Regions from separate parts of the Sus scrofa genome. Here region 2 is linked to region 1. The links are chromatin contacts, called in public Hi-C maps. All regions are on one chromosome and are shown on one strand. Each heading gives the region's core, a stretch centred on a gene start, on an enhancer-like site or on the middle of the called end of the contact. The rest is flanking DNA. Distances are from core to core; before and after follow the strand shown. Region 1 overlaps ABLIM3 (actin-binding LIM protein 3). Region 2 overlaps ABLIM3 (actin-binding LIM protein 3).

Evidence for each region. Hi-C and Micro-C count contacts between places; a contact is called where the count stands out from the background.
Region 2: a Hi-C map of skeletal muscle shows a contact between it and region 1, with 4 times the contacts expected there. The contact joins two enhancer-like sites. A contact is called at or near these places in 1 of 5 promoter capture datasets (liver), 15 of 47 Hi-C or Micro-C datasets (alveolar macrophages, embryonic fibroblasts, fetal heart ventricle and 9 more) and 1 of 2 datasets of contacts at active chromatin or transcription factors (skeletal muscle).

Annotation. Positions count from the first base shown.
Region 1 is chr2:150,289,633-150,292,141 of Sscrofa11.1, reverse strand. All of the region lies in intron 1 of ABLIM3 (actin-binding LIM protein 3), which reads right to left. Among named protein-coding and RNA genes, the nearest start is that of ABLIM3, 31 kb to the right of the region's middle. Within about 2 kb of position 1,256, at least 4 of the 83 cell types and tissues checked have an H3K27ac peak or open chromatin away from gene starts, as enhancers often do. A contact at or near this core is called in skeletal muscle, where this site is marked.
Region 2 is chr2:150,377,043-150,379,551 of Sscrofa11.1, reverse strand. ABLIM3 (actin-binding LIM protein 3) reads right to left here. Exons shown (of 21, transcript XM_021084998.1): 9 at 713-771. Among named protein-coding and RNA genes, the nearest start is that of AFAP1L1, 67 kb to the left of the region's middle. Within about 2 kb of position 1,256, at least 6 of the 83 cell types and tissues checked have an H3K27ac peak or open chromatin away from gene starts, as enhancers often do. A contact at or near this core is called in skeletal muscle, where this site is marked.

The DNA.
Region 1 (2,509 bases), core at 7-2,506:
ACACCACAGCTGCTGCAAGCCTGGGTCCTTTGAACCTGTGTCCCGGCGCTGCAGAGACGCTGCCGATCCCACGGCGCCGCAGCGGGAGCTCCAGCAACTTCTGCTTGTTCTTTCTTCCTTGCCAGGCACCACGGTGGCCAGGAAAGGTGGGGGGGGGAGGCCATGGGTAAACACACACTTAGGGTTATAATCCGCAAAGCCAGGGGAGAGGGGCACTCGGGGCATGAAGGGGGGGCGTCTGCCCCAGCAGGCGACGCTGGAGCTGAGGCCGAAGAGGGCGGCATCAGCATTGTGACTGGGAGCAGGGCTGGGGGCATGGGGCTAGTGGCAAAGGAGAACCGCAGGTCAGAGTCGGGGCGGGCCCGGCCAAGCGATGTGTCTGCAGGGGCGTCTTCGCGGAGGAGCTGAGCAGGGTGTAAACAGAACCTCGTCCAGGACCTGCGACCTGGGGTGGAAGGGGCCCTGCTGGGCCGGGAGGTCAGAGGCCCTGCTTGCTGTCCCGACGCAGCAGGATAAAATGGTCCCGATTAGAGGCCCGGCTCTACGCTTCACAGCTGCGTGGCCTTAGGTGACTGACTTAACGTCTCCAGGCCACAGCTTAGCGTGTAAGGCAGAGATGAGGGCGGTACCCACCTCACTGGGAAAACCAACAGCAATGACAGATGCCAACCTAGCATCGTGTCCGTGTCCACACCCTTCACTGTCTCGGAACAACGCGGCGGACCTGAGAGGGGCCCCTCTCTGGGCCTGAGTTTCCACGTTTACAAATGGAAGATGGACAACTGAGTCCTGAGCGTCCCTTCACCCTCATGGTCTTGGTTCTAAGCCTCTGAGTGTGTGGGGCTGCGTCCGGCAGAAGGTCCGACCATGATCTAGGCTGGTCCAGGGACGCTTGGTCCCGTGGGGGCCCCACCGGTCTGAGCTGAAGTCCCGATCCCCAGGGAAGAGCGGTCCTCCGGCCAGGGCACGTGTGTGGCCTCCTAACGCCACGTCTGCACCTCTCCTCGTCCTGGGGGACCCCTCGCCTCCGTGCAATTGGCAGGACGCAGGCCTGTTTTTCTGGCCGAGACAGTGTTGCGATGGGGCCGTGCTTTTCCTCTGGTTCCACACATTGTTCTGCAGAGAAACGTTTACAAAAATCAAAGGGGTTCCTGAGGTCTTTGGGAAGCTTCTGGTGGGGGGGAACAAAGGGCCTGGCTTTGAGATCAGAGTGTTGGGGCCACAGTGTCGGCAGCAGGGGAGCCTCGGGCAGACGGTCGCACGGCGGGGTTCTCCGAGGCCTCGCTCCCATCACATCCGACCGCAGCCTGAACCTGCTTCCTGCCGCCACCGCGCCAGCAGGAGCCAGGAGCTGGGCTGGAGCCAGCCCCGGACGGAACCTGGGAGAGGGAGAGCCGGACCCGGGCCTGCCGGTCCCGAGGGAGACAGCCTGCTCTGGGCCGAGCTGCTGTGTGGGTGCATCCAGTCTCGAGGGGGGCCCCCCTGACTCGTCGTTCTCTCCACCAAGAGCTCAGCTCCCGCCTGCAGCTCGGCTGGCGGTGCCTTCCTCTGCTGGGCTGACCTTGCACACAGCCAGGCATCTCCTTAAGGTTCCCTCAGGCCTCCTGCTTTCCTGGGAGGCGTCCTCTGAGCCCAGATCAGTCACTCAGGGGCCACCTTAGCTAGCGCCTCCTTGGGCGCCCTGCACAGAGGCCCTTGGCCTGTCCGTGAGCTTTTCCATCTCGGGAAAAGGGCACACGTGCTCCTACCTGTACCTGGTTGGCTTTTCTCCTGTTTCTTAGCAAAGCTGGAACCTTCTCACCCCCCACGTCTTCACTGAATAGCCGCTTCCCTAGAGAGGCCTCCGTGACCCGCTCGCTAAGGGACCCCAGAGAGGACATTAACTAGTGGGTGGAGCAAAAGCCTCCCAGACGGCGTGGACGGAGCTCTCCTCAGGGCTCACCCACTGCATGAACCCCCAGGCCCTCGTCCCCCAAACTTGGCTCTCGTCCCTCTTTGTTCACTTGGCTCTTTAAGACCAAAACTCTGTCTCTGAACAGGATCTTCCACCAGGTCCCCGCGGCCCTGAGGAGGACGCGTGTCTCTGCTGGTTGTTAAGGTGCCAAACAGCTCTTCCCAGCGACACAGCTGGGAGGTCCAGGGCTGTCCCGCGCAGGAGAAAAGGACTGCGAATCAGAAGACCTGGCTTCCAGGTTTACTCTCACGTCCCAGCTCGGGCCACCAAGTAATTCCTGGTGTGTCCGTCCACTCAGCTGTACTGAGTAAGAGTGTCCATAAAACATTGTTATACTGTCAAATTCTCCCTTTCCCGTGCGTGTCCCGGGGTTGTTCCGGGCGTGAAACCGCGTGCTCTGCGAGCTAATCTATGCAAAGTGGGTGGAGGTTTTTTTTTCATTTCATTGTAACAGCAACGCAAGCTTAGTTATTTGCACGCAACTTGCAGCGGGTGGCAGCCGAGCCCCTGACGTCCAGGAAGGCCGAGGACAAGGACGAGCAGAACTCAGTGCAG
Region 2 (2,509 bases), core at 7-2,506, 87 kb before region 1:
ACATCGGGGCCAGAGTGTGGAGAGACGCCTGGAGATGGAGGAGGGCCCCCAGGACACAGCCCCAGTCTCCCCCTCCACGGTGTCAAGGACTCAGGTCTGCGCCCCCCCACCCCACCCCCCGCAGTTCTTGGATCAAGAACCCAGCCGCCCAGGACTTCCTGGTACTTGTCAGAGCACAGAGATTAGGGACACAGGACCTCACCGGCCCAGCGAGTATCTGGGGACGCTGGCTGCATTACTGCGAGCATGTCACCTCCCTCCTGAGGCCTCAGTTTTCCCCAAAGCAAAGCGAAGAGAAAATTCTTCACCCAACTGCCCTATGGGGTTAAAGGAATCAAATCCGACAGTGGCTGTGAAGACGCTTTGCTCACTATCTCTTTCCAGGACAATTCCAACCAGCATCGTTAATACACGATCTCAGGCTGGGGGGAGACCGCTGGCGTGTGCGCCTTGGCGAGGCCACCACCTTGGGACATAAGCTCACCCCAGAAACACTAAAAACGCGCATCCCCTCGGTTCTGGGCAGATTCCAAGGTGCTGCTACGGCCGCATCCTGGCCCCTTCGGAACCCTATGAGGGGGCGTCCCTGTGATGGAAGACCCACGGGTACAGGCAGCTGTTTGAAAGCGCACACGCTAAGGGACGAGCAAAGCACGGTGCCCCCAATGCGGGCTGGAAGTGGCTGGCTTGGTGTCACCACTGGCTGGCTTACCTTTAACTTCTTCTCTGCCCGCGCTGCCTGCTTGCAGATGGGGTGCCAGACCTCAGAACCTACGGGGCCAGGAAAATAACAAGGGCTCAGACCTTGCACCCCTACCGGAATTTAGCTCTCCCCCATCCCCCACCTCCATTTACCCCCCGGCAGCAGCCAGGAGGACCCCTGGTTCCCCGGGTCGTTGCTGCTGCATCGAGTCAACCACCCACACTCCTGCTGCTCTCCAAAGCCTGCCCGTCCGCCAGGCTCGCGCCAACTCCTGCCAACCTTCTCACCTGCCGGCGGGGACGGCCTCCTCGCTCCTCTGTGGTCCATGGTCCCTTGTCTCTCTCCCAACACAGGCCTTAAAATACAGGGGCTGGTGGACTTATCATCCCGACTAAATCAAGAGCTCCTTTTGGGGGAGCTGGCCTTTCTCTACCGCGGGACCTTCTGCGGCACCGCATCCGCAGAGGACTCTGCCCTCGGCCCTGTGCATGTCGGTGGGGTGAGGGCATGAGCAGGCAGCTGGCAGTGAGTGACACAGAGCAGGTGCTCAGTAAAGGACAGACGGCCGTGAAGTCGGCCTTCCTTTCTCTTCAAAGGCTTCTGACCGCCTGCCAGAGGGATCGTATTTACAGGGCGGGCGTGTCGTGCCGTGTGTCTTGCTTTCGGGCCCTAAGTCTTGATCTGCTGCTGATCCCTAAGAGACTTCAGACTCTTCACGTTCGGCTATGCGACTGCCCACATTTTCCTGCGGGTGAGGGTCCAGCTGGCCAGCCCCAAACTCGAGAGGCCAATTTGGAAAGGCATGAGCAACAGGTGGCTGGTCTCATGTTGAGAAGCGGCCCCAAATATTACACATTCCCCAAAGAAGGAACAGGTGTCCTGGATGAGACGGAAAACCAGGCACACGTTATCCCTCCGGTGCCAGGGCTCTTGGAACCACAAACGGCCACATGCCTGAGCACCCAGACGGCATCTGTGTCCGACTTTGTTTTTAGACTATAGTTTCCATTACGGTTTGTTGCCTGGAAGCCCTAGGGCTGGATGCTGGCTAAGCCTGGTGGGGGGTGGTCCGGAGGAACAGTGAGGCCAGGAGCGAGGGGGAGGAAGCAGGGGCGCGAGGGAGGGAGGCCTCAGGGGCTCGGCTCCGGCCCACTTTCTTCATCTGAGTCCAAGGAGCTGGGCCCTGAGACGATGCTCATCCCCCAAATTCTCCCTGGAGGCCAGATGTGCATTTGGGGAAGGGGGGCTCGCCTTCCGAGATCACGTGCAGTGGCGCTCAGAGCCCAGCAGGGGGCCTCTGGGTCCATGGCCCCTTCCAGCAACCTCGGGGTGTGGCCACCACCAGGGGGTGGGGGGCGGCCCCGGCGTTGAGGAATTGCCGGGAGCATTTTCTGGGTCTCCGAACCCACCGGGAGTGGTTTATGGCAATGGCTCCGGCAGGAAGCCCACGCTGCAGGTCACTGTGTTCACGAGGTGAACACAATGTCTGAGAAGGTCGTGAGCTTCAGCGAAAAGGCATAAGCAGGTACAGGGCTGGGCAGAGGGTCTCCCGGGGTGGGGCGGGGCGGGGCAAAGATGCCTCCTGGGCGGGGCGATGATGTCTCAGGGGCGGGGCCATACGGCCTCCCGGCGCCACTGACCCATCTGTTCCCAAAGGAGGCTGAGCCACAAACGGCTTCAGCCTTCTGCATACGGGAAAGCAGGGGGTTTTTTTGGTTTTGTCTTTTTTAAAATTTAAGAAGTCAGCGGGGAGGGGAGAAATAAACTGTAGCTGACTAGAAATTTTTTAAACATCAAAAGTTTGGG